2 separate regions of the Mus musculus genome follow, and region 1 is linked to region 2. The links are chromatin contacts, called in public Hi-C maps. All regions are on one chromosome and are shown on one strand. Each heading gives the region's core, a stretch centred on a gene start, on an enhancer-like site or on the middle of the called end of the contact. The rest is flanking DNA. Distances are from core to core; before and after follow the strand shown. Region 1 has its middle 78 kb from the start of Gm24612. Region 2 has its middle 81 kb from the start of Ccl1.

What was found. Hi-C and Micro-C count contacts between places; a contact is called where the count stands out from the background.
Region 1: a contact with region 2 is called in a Hi-C map of stem cell-derived motor neurons, with 2.6 times the contacts expected there. The contact joins two enhancer-like sites. A contact is called at or near these places in 3 of 484 Hi-C or Micro-C datasets (cerebellum, liver and stem cell-derived motor neurons) and 2 of 115 datasets of contacts at active chromatin or transcription factors (differentiating embryonic stem cells and large pre-B cells).

Annotation. Positions count from the first base shown.
Region 1 is chr11:82,515,683-82,521,029 of GRCm38.p6, forward strand. No RefSeq gene overlaps it. Among named protein-coding and RNA genes, the nearest start is that of Gm24612, 78 kb to the right of the region's middle. Within about 2 kb of position 3,114, at least 3 of the 459 cell types and tissues checked have an H3K27ac peak or open chromatin away from gene starts, as enhancers often do. A contact at or near this core is called in stem cell-derived motor neurons, where this site is marked.
Region 2 is chr11:82,257,875-82,263,077 of GRCm38.p6, forward strand. No RefSeq gene overlaps it. Among named protein-coding and RNA genes, the nearest start is that of Ccl1, 81 kb to the left of the region's middle. Within about 2 kb of position 1,962, at least 5 of the 459 cell types and tissues checked have an H3K27ac peak or open chromatin away from gene starts, as enhancers often do. A contact at or near this core is called in stem cell-derived motor neurons, where this site is marked.

The sequences.
Region 1 (5,347 bases), core at 1,864-4,363, 260 kb after region 2:
AAGAAGGATGGGCTGTGGACTGGAAACTACAAATCTCTCACTCGCTATCTGGTGAGTTTTGAGCCAGATAATCTCTCTGCTCCCCCACTCAGCTAGCTGCAAAACCGGAATGATTATAGCGAATATCATCGGCCAGGGTTCAGAAGTTTTGGCCCCTCCAAAAGTCCATGCGTCCGAGACTTAACTTCCAGTGCAACTCAGTTGGGGGGAGGTAGTGCTCTTGAGAAGGAGTTTAGGTCATGAAGCTTAGGTTCTCATCAATTAGTCAATACTTCACCTCTGCCTTCCACCGTGTGATGGCTTAACACTTCCTACTCCTGATAACACAGTATTTATCTTTTAAATTTTTATTACATTCATTTATTTAATGCATGTGTGCATACACATATGTGCACTTGTGTCTGCATATGGAGATCAGAGGACAACTATCAAGAGTTGGTTTTCTCCTTCCATCACTTGAGTCCTAGGGGATTGAACTAGAGTCATCTGGCTCAGCAGCGGGAGCCTTTACCAGCTGAGCCATCTTGACAGCCCCTGGTATCAAGTACAACAGCATGGATAGTGTAAGATGTCCTTCTACATGAAACTCTTGTGAAGACTTCATGAAATACAAACACAAAGCATCAAAAAGACTCAGTCAGTGGTGCGTTCCATTTGTCCTTCCTCCTGTGCCTTTTCTCGGATACACAATTTTTAAAAATAATTCCTTAGAAATTTAAGAAAAGACCGCTTAGATTTTGGATTATTGAGACTCGACTCTCTTCCCAGTAGGGAAAACGGGACTGTTTTATGCAAGTTATAGTGTACATGTGTTTTAGATGAAAGAACCATTCAGATGCCATGGAAGGACCATCCACACTCACCTCGTGAGATGGGGAGGGAGCAGCATATGAGAAAATCCCATCTCCAGTTCCCCATGGCCCCCTCTTCTGTGTCCACACTGGGATTGGGAAAACTGGTACCACAGCCATCCTGGCCAGGGAAGCTCCGCAATAAATATGGAGGGACAAAGTAACTGTGCTCTAGCCCTGGCCCCCTTACAGATACACGGTGTTCTGGCTGGAGGTGACATTTGAGTCTCAGGTTTTGGCTTTCATGACTCAGAGTTCAAAGCGTGGTGTCTAACTTCAACCCAGATGACTGAAACATTCTACTGTTCTGTTTGTTCCCAGTTTGAGCTTTTCTGCCCCGCCAATGACGCAAGGGACAAGAGAGTTATTTTGTCTCAAAGCTTCCTTGATAGAATCCCTTTTGCACAAACTTGGAGAGTAAAAATTCCCATCCTGGATGTGAGGTTGCACACACCCACACACATGCATAAGCACACACCTCTTGCCTGGAACTGTGTGGAGCTGTTCTAGGCTTGGACCAGGACAGCAGCTTCCTGTCTGGTCTTGAAGATCTCTTAGTCTAACCTTCCTGCATCTGTCTGGACTTCATACCTCCCTCCTTCGCTTTGCACACTCAATGAAGGTAACACCTCCATTACCAGCCTAGGAGTCCCCTAAGGGGAGACAGCAAGTATCTTTCAGTTTGAGTCCCCAACTCCACTGGGATCCATCCCTCCTGATCAAGCTCAGAATCCTTCCAGTTAGGAATGGAGTCTCCTGCAGAAGGCACAACCAACTATTTCTCTTACTTCATAATGCTCAGTATGGTAGTTCAGAGGATCAATATAATTTTTCTCTGGCCAGGAGTCCTTTTGGGAACCCCACTCCTTAAAAGCAGTGGAGAAGTGCAGCCTCCAGGAATCATCTCTCTCTCTCTCTCTCTCTCTCTCTTGCTTTTGCTCTCTCTCTTCCTTCATCTACATACACACATCACACACACTTACACACACACACACACAGTTTTACAGGTCCTACCTCCCACCCTCCCGACCTCCCTCACTCCAGCACTGGTTAAGACATGCATTATTCAGTGTATCTTTACAGGGAGGTGTCTGAGAACTTTGGTACTGAGATGTTGGTTGGAGTCAGTGGCTTGTGGGGAGGGAGGAGAACCATGGTGCATAGGGACTCACTCAGGTTTCCCATCCCTGGACCAGGGCTGTTTTGATTTCCATTCCAGAAGCCGACATGCACCTGCAGAGCAGGAAGCTGCAGCCAAAGAATTCAGGGTTTGTGAGGTGGTGATGGCAGGATGCTGAGAGCGGAAAGGCTCTGCTCTACTTCACAAGGACATCAGGCTATGTCCTGATGCCTCCCCACACTTCAGACTTCTTCACATTGGTCCCCAATCTCTAGCCTCTTCTTCTCTCTTGAATGTTTTATATAGGAGCTCCCTATATACACCCCTGACCAGCCTAGGACTCCTGATATAGCTCAGGCTATATCAATTTGTGGCAATCCTCCTGCCTCTATCTCCTCAGTGCTTAGATTTTGGGTATGTGCCACCATGCCTGGTGTCTCCTCTTAACCATAGAAAAACAACACTAAAATAGACATTGGAAGCCACTTGGAACATGGAAGCCATGTATAGAATGTGATCTCATTCTATACTTGGGTATGTATAGATAGACCCAGAGGGTCCTGTGGGACAATATTACATTGATGCCCCTCATTGAAACTCAGAATTCCCAACTCCTGGTCAGGATGGAACCTGATAGAGTAGAAAGCCCCTGGGAGACAGAGAGGGCATCTGTGCACATCCTGGCGTGGCTGTATTCTTGCCCAAGGCACTTGACCTCCCTGGGGCTGTTCGTTCTTGTTGTTGAACATGGGAGTCCGGATAAGTGTTACTGAGAAGTAGATGAGATGCTACATATGGACATACGCCACACAAAAGATCAGCACAAGTCTTGTTCCAGCTTGCACTTTCTCGACCCCAGCATCCCTTGCTCTCCCTGAAACCTGGGTACCCCTGCCCTCACTTTCCCTGCCACACCCAGGGTCTGTCTCCCCTGATAGATGGAAGGCAGGCTGTGGATGGCAATGGTTCTCAAGTATGAGGTCCCAGCCTTCCTGCTGCTCTGTTTGTCTTTCCACTCTCAAGGTCTCCAAAGGGCCTCCAAGTCTTTATGCAACCAGACAGAGGCAGGAACAGGGCAAGGGTGGGAGGAGACAGGCGAGGTCGGTGTGAGCTGGTCTCTTTGTTCCTGGAAAATAAATGCAATTTCCATTCCTTTCCACGGGAAGCTGAGTCCAGCTGTTGAGTATGTGACGGCTGGCTGCCGAGGTGTTGCCTTGGTGAGTAATGGCCCTAGCAATGGCTTTGCCCTCAGCTTGTACCTTGTGCCCCAAAGATGAACTTGGGGGCCAGTGAGTCAGGGCAAGCTGCAGCTTCAGCTCAGTCCAGGTTCCACACCAGCACCCTGCTTTAAACCTGCTCTCCAGGGAGCTGAGGAGCTGTCAAGGCTCCTTTGATTCACTGCCCGAGGGAGAGGACAAAGCCTGGGGGGAAGGTGCTGGCTCTGTAGAGACTATGAGCTCCTGACACTTGCCAGAGCCCAGCAATTAACTCCTCATTTTGCCCCCCTCTCCCCGTTATCCCATAAAGAAAATACTTCAAGATCAGACAGAGCTACATTGAAATGTCTGCTTACCACCTGTATGGCCTTGTGCACATTACCCAGCCTCAGTGTTCCCATTCATAAAAAGCTCTAATAGCAGCAGCATCCCTGGTTCCTTAGAGGAGTCAGTGGATGGAGGCATGTGCAGTGTCACACTCAGTACCTGGAACATCGTAGGTGCTCCGCATGTGCACATGTTCTCTCGACCCAAAGATTTTGAAGGAAACCTTGACAAACTTTGTCAGGGAAGCAAGAATAACTGGGTTGGGCCTCACAGCCTCTTTTCTAAGAGGCCTCTGGAGGAACGTAATGCCCTCAAATTGGTAAATTGCGTTCTTTACCGGGAGGGACACAGGGGTCCCACAGGACTGGGTGCCCAAGACATTGTAGGAGACACTTCAGCTGGATCAAGCCTTGACCTTGACTTTGGCCTTGACTGTGTCATAAGATAGAAGCAGACACCAGGAGAATAGGCTACCTCTTAAATCTTTCCTGGTCTCTGATCATCAGGCCCTTAGAGGGGCCACTGATGGCCTCAGTCCTCAGAGCTTGACTAAGGAAGGACCAGAAGTCCCCAGGGCATGAAGGACCCTTCCAATACTCTGTATGACCACATCCATACAGACAAGTGCAAGAATGCTCAGAGGTACTGTGAGCTGCAGACAGACCCAGCACCTGTTTGTGGAGCTGCCCACAGGGAAGTGTGTGGCTGGCAGGTAGGCCTCCTTTTCCTGTGTCCCCTGCTTCCTAAAGATGCTTAGACTCTGGAGGCTCCCAGGTCTCAGCCCCCAGGCTTCTCTGCACATTGTAACCTCTAAGGGATCAGAGGAGTAAGGTGGCTGTCCCATCAAGGTCCCCAGTACATCAGTCCCCAAGCCAGAAATAGTGGGTGTGGAACTCAAGCCACACCTTCTGACTCCCAAACTTCCACTCTTCCCACATGAAGGTCTGTCCCCACACCCATGTTCTCAGCAGCATGCAGACTCATGTGCACCTGGCTCTGAGGACTTCCTGGCACCAGGTCTTATTCTAGGGAACTCTTTCAGCATCTGTAGAGGAAGAAATCTATCATCCCCTTTATTAGAATGGGGAAACTGAGGCACAATGTAAGCAACTACTCCAAGAACTCATCATCAGAGCCATTGTAACTCTGAGGAGGCTAAATTAGAATCTTCAAAACATACTCTCACATGCATACTTGCACGTGCAAACTAACACACTCACACGTGTATACCATATGCATATATACATGCCTGCACACATGCATACACATTCACACATACACAATCTAATATGTACTCACATAAGACTCACAAAGGCACATGCATATATACACTCATACATGCATACATATGCACACATGTATACACACCCATGCACACATACACAAATAGGCACATAGTTACATATATACAACATATATACACACTTATAAATAAGTACACTCACATATGTGCATGCACAGAGACACACATTCACATACAGACATATGAAAATACACATGCATACATATATGTATGATGCATACTTGAATATAATGTGCACATCATACATGCATACACTCATACATGTTTAGACATATACACACACCCTAATGCATATACTAACACATGTATACACATACACTAACACACAGTTCTTAGGGAACACAGCCTGCCCTGAAAGCATTGGGATGTCCACCACTGAGAGCAGAAGTTGGCTTGGCCCTGGCTAGCCATCTTCTTAGGAAAAGCCAGACCAGACTTCCCTCCACCCTTTCCTCTTTCCCTCAAAAACAGCTGCATTCTCCTCGCTGGCTCAGTCCCCTCTTCCTGATTCCCCAGCGGTCTCTGGTAG
Region 2 (5,203 bases), core at 712-3,211:
CAAAAGAAACATCCTGAGATTGAACTACACCATGCCAACTCCCCAGCCTCTTGAATATGCTGAGACTTCTTGGGTTTCAAGCATGGTTTTGAAGGGCAGCTTATACAGAAAGTTTCCTCTGAACATGTAAGACCTAGTCTACCATCTTCATGGCCATCACAAGGGATAGAATGTGCCAATAAAGTCTCCTGCCCTTGGATGGGCTCCCCTGGCTAGATGGCCATGGGGAATGCTGGAACAAGTAGTTGGTTCTATAGAGACACAGAAGACAGAGGAATACCTGTGACTAAAGCCCAGTATACATGTCTTCTTCTCCCTGCCTGCCACACCTGTGCACAGCTTCACCATAATGCCATCTCTGACTGCTGGCAGATGCTATGTTCTGGGGGTGCCTCAGGAGTCAGGGGTCTCTGACTTTGCAGGTGTGCTTCCAGGAAGACAGGTGGCAGGGAAACTCACTCTGTCACTTATGGCTTCAGAGCCCCAACTGATCTCTTATCACTTCCTCTCCTGCCCCGAACTCCTGTCAGCAAGAAAACTAGCCTACAGGTCCTTTATGCTAATCTTGCACTAAAGAACACTCTTGATTATAGAGGCACCTCCTTGCCTTGTCAGACGGTAGAAGAAGATTCTGGTGGTCTCTGCCTGCCATGCTGGCCAGACTGTCCAATGAGGGGATAAAGAAAAGGAGCCAGGCTATGTTGGCAGGATTGGTGGCTACAGAAGGATGTGTGTGACCTGAAAAAAGGGTTGCAGAAAGGACTAGGATAAGCCAGGCAGTGGTGGCGCACGCCTTTAATCCCAGCACTTGGGAGGCAGAGACAGGCGGATTTCTGAGTTCGAGGCCAGCCTGGTCTACAAAGTGAGTTTCAGGACAGCCAAGGCTACACAGAGAAACCCTGTCTTGAAAAACCAAAAAAAAAAAAAAAAAAAGGGACTAGGTGAGACAGTGGTCCTGTCCACCCTTGCTGAGAGACCATGTTTAGGCTAATTACCTTCTCTGAGCTCAAGATTCTCTTTTACAATAGGGTTTCTTCCTCTTTCTCCCGCCTCCATGAGCTGCAGGCTAGGAGTGTATCCTGGTTCCTTCTACTGTGCAGTAGAGAGATCGATGTCTGCTACAGAAGGATGCCCCAGGGACTGAGTAGGTTCACCCCAGATTTCCTGTCCTTTCCTTACTTACTGAGGGCACAGTATGTGCTAGACCCTAGAGCATCAGTGATCAGTCAATGTCCCTATCTTCTTATTTAAGTGGTTCTCCATCCCAGGGATGCCTCAGGATCCCCTAGAGGGAGGTAGTAAATGTGTGCGTGCCCAAACCCAACTCTGGGCCAACCAAATCTGTATCTGTCCTTTTTAAAGTCTCCCAGGCGGTTCAAATATACAATCAGGGGAGACAAGAAAACAAGCAATTACAGTGTATTCTTGCCATTTGCTCTGCCTGAGAAAGTACACAAAGAACCTTGGAAGGCTGCCTAAGTCAGATTGTGGTAGCAGTGGTGAGAGGGGAGGGCCAGTGAGAACGTTCTGGAAGAAGTGACAGGTGACCCAGGGTGGCATGCATGATCGTGTGGTAGAAGAATGGAGGCTGTTCTGTTGGGTTGGTCAAGAGGAGGGGTGATGTGAAGGGAGGCTGGAGAGGGAGGAGGGCTCCAAATCACAGAGGGCTTGTTTGCCTTATTAGGGAATTGGTCGGACCCTAAAGTAACAGTCTTACATCAAAGCCCAGGAATGACAGGTCAGGTTTCTTTAGACTACTGGGGGAACGCAGGCTGCTCATCTAGCTAGCAAAGGCCCCCTGACAAGGGAGGGTCAGGACCACCCTGGTGTGAGCAGGATGGACTCTGCCCTGGGCTGCTAGGGGCTTCCAGTTTAATCTAATCTCTGTGGAGCATTAGCAAGGGGCTCCCTAGGCCAGCCGCGTTCCTGCTACTAATCGGCGACTGAGGTGGAATCGATGGCTGCTTCATTGATCTCGCCTCTTTTCAGCTCCTTAAAGAGCTTATTGACCAGGGAGCCGCAGGGGGCTGGGACATGCACTCTGCAGAAACAGTGAATCTCCACCAACCCAATGAGGAAGGAAGGCAAGGAAGGAATTCGAGGGCAGGCACCCTGTGTAGGCTCTGCCACTGAGCACTACAGAATGCTGATGGTGGCTCCAGAGCCCCAGACCAGGTCTTATCCCTTCCTCCCCTGTCCCACAGTCCAGCCAGGAAAAGAAAATAGTCTCCATCTTCATCCCCTCTGTTTGTTGCAACACCAAGAAGGAGCACAAGGTAAAAAAGTGGTATAACATAGGTATAACATCCACGTCTGCCCCACCCTCTGTGGTAAAAAAGGAGAAGGCAAGAATCAGGCTAAGAAGTATGTCTGACTTTATGTGTTTCCAACCTTCTAGTTGAAATATAGCATTTTTTAAAAAAAAATGCACTTATCCCAATGTAAAGCTCAGAAATATGTCCAGACCCCAGCCATCTGTGTAACCAACATCCAGGTCAAGAAAAAGAGCCCTACATCTCCCTCCCCCCGCCCCCCAGAGTGCCCCTCAGGCTCTGTTCTAGTCACTGCAGACCAAATCTACTGTGTGACTTCAAACCCCACAGATTAGACGTGCCTTTGCTTTCAGTTAGTGTAAATGGGATTTTACAACAGACCCTCTTTTGTGTCTACCTTCTTTTGTAAAGCATCATGCTTCAGCGATCCATCCACAATGTTGCATGTCACCGTGGCATGGCCATTCTCATTGTTAGGTAGTGCTCCATTGTGCGAGCACACTATCATTTATTTATCCGTTCCACTGTTGATGGGCATTTGGGTCGCTTCCAGTTTGGGGCCATTACAGATAGTATTTAAAACGTCTGTATTTAGAAAAAAGAAAGAAAGAAACTTTTTAAACAACAGTTTTAGATACTTTTTTTTTTAATGTACAGGAAGAAAAATCATTATGCATTTGTTTGTCCATTCCATAATTTCATGTGTAGCAAGCACCCAGTGGGTACTGGAGTGGTCCTTTCCTACTTAGCTTTCCCAGGCTGGTTACATCCTATATCCGCCCGAAAGGATTTTGCAATCGCTCTCTGCGTTCCTTGACATTTCTCACCTTTAAAAATCCCAAGGGGAGGGTCTTATCAGGAACACACAGCAGACATTGGACCACCCTGCTTGTCTAGTTCCCGCCCCCTTTTCAGGTAGGCGCTCCTGAGCTGTGGGCGGTGGCTCTCCTAACTCCCTCCCATCTGTGGGAGCATGCACAGAATATAGGCATCAAAACAAAACTCATAAAGGAGATTCAGCTTCAACTGGATCTCAGATAGGGAGAATAGCACCAATTCAGAAAACTACTTGCTGTCCACCCCCACCCCCATCCCCACCTCCAAGGATCGCAGATGGTACTAATGCTGAATCGTGCTTGCCCAGGACCGCAGTGGTTGGGGAAACACATTGCATAAGCCCCAGCAGCCCAAATAGCAGGACTGCTGAACTGTGTCCTCCACCCTCTCTCCTCCGGAGTGCAAATAATCAGAGATGGTTCAGTAGACAATGAACTTTCCAATTGTGTAAATTTCAGCACTGTGGTAGATAATCCGGTTGGTCATCTTCAAGAAGCTAGGGCAAAATTCACAGCAATATCGGAGCGTGAAACAGACTCGGGGGTCTCAGACGCCCCAGGCACAGTCACATTCCACCCCAATTTCTTCTCAAATTCCCACTAATCTCTTAGTGCAGCTGGGGGGACATATTTTTCCCACATTTCATTTATTTGTGTGGATATGGGTGTAGATATGGGTGTCATAGAGTGCTTGTGAAGGTCCAAGAACAACCTGTGCGTCTCTCCTTCCAGCATGTCGCTCCTGAGGGTGGGACTCAGGTCTTCAGGATCCGTATCAGGAGCCTGCTGAGGCATCTTGCCGGTACCCCTACAAACATAATTTTTAAAGCCAGATGAAATTGGGGTTTAAATTCTATTTAATTATTAGTGTGCCCTTGGGAAAATTACCCAGTCCCACTGAATTTAAATTTCAGTGATGACTGTGTTTATTTATTTCCATTATTAAGGTTTTGGGTTTGTTTGTTTGGTTGGTTGGTTTTTTTGGGTTTTGGTTTTTTGTTTGTTTGTTTGTTTGTGTGGGTTTTTGTTGTTGTTGTTTTTTGTTTTGGTTTGGTTTGTTGTTTTTTTTTGCTATAAATTTCATATTTCATTCCTTTATAGCCCTTTTTAGTTTATTTTTATTGAGGTAATTTCTATTTTTCTATCCAATGTGAGTGCAGCTTTCATTAGATCCTTAAGCAAAGTCATAAGAGCAGCATTAAAATACTGGCCTGCTAATTCCTCAGTGTGCGCCATTTTACAGTCAGCCACAATTCTTTCCTATGGGTCAAGTTTCCTTAATGCCTGCCTGTGTCTAGTCTATTGGGGCTGCATACTGGATATTGTAAATTAGTATGATGGAATCTTTGGATTCTCTAAGTTACAACGTGGAACATTTTGTTTGTGTAGTTAACTCTTCTAGACTTGAGAGTCAATACCTTTAGTCTTAGGTGAACAACTTAGTGTCTGTCCTATACATGAGTTCAGAGGGGAAGCCAGACACTTGGCAGAGTCCACACAGAAAGCTAAGTTCCTTCCTCTGGTTCACCTTAGTGTTCTTCTGCTACTTAAAAAAAAATTTTTTTTAGTCATTTTTATTTGATGTATATAAGGGTTTTGCTTTCACGTGTGTCTGTGTGATACGTGCCTGCCTAGTGCCCATGGAGGCCAAAGAAGGCATTGGATCCCCTAGAATTGGAATTACGGGTGATTGTGAGCCACCATGTGGGAGCTGAAACCTAATTCGCTCTTCTGTGCGAGGAGCCGGTGTTCTTAACCACTGAGCTGTCCGTCTAGCCCACCTCCTTTGTTTTCTAAGTGCCTCATTCCCTGGTTGTTAAGAGCTACTCAGCTAGAATCAGGAGCAGAAACCCCTAGGATCCCTCTCAGAAGAGTTGTGCAGATTGTAGGCGTTCATTCTGTAGAGCTCTTAGTAACAGCACGTAAAGGCTGCCTTTGCCTGCTACCTGAGCTGATGTCTTGGGTGATCCTTTTCTCTGCCTGAACTCAGCCTTTCCAGAACAGGCAGGTCCTCTTACACAGCCCCAAAGCAAGCCCACACCCCAGAGCTCTGTAATTAAAGTTGTTTCTCCTCTTTGTAGATAAGACCTTAGA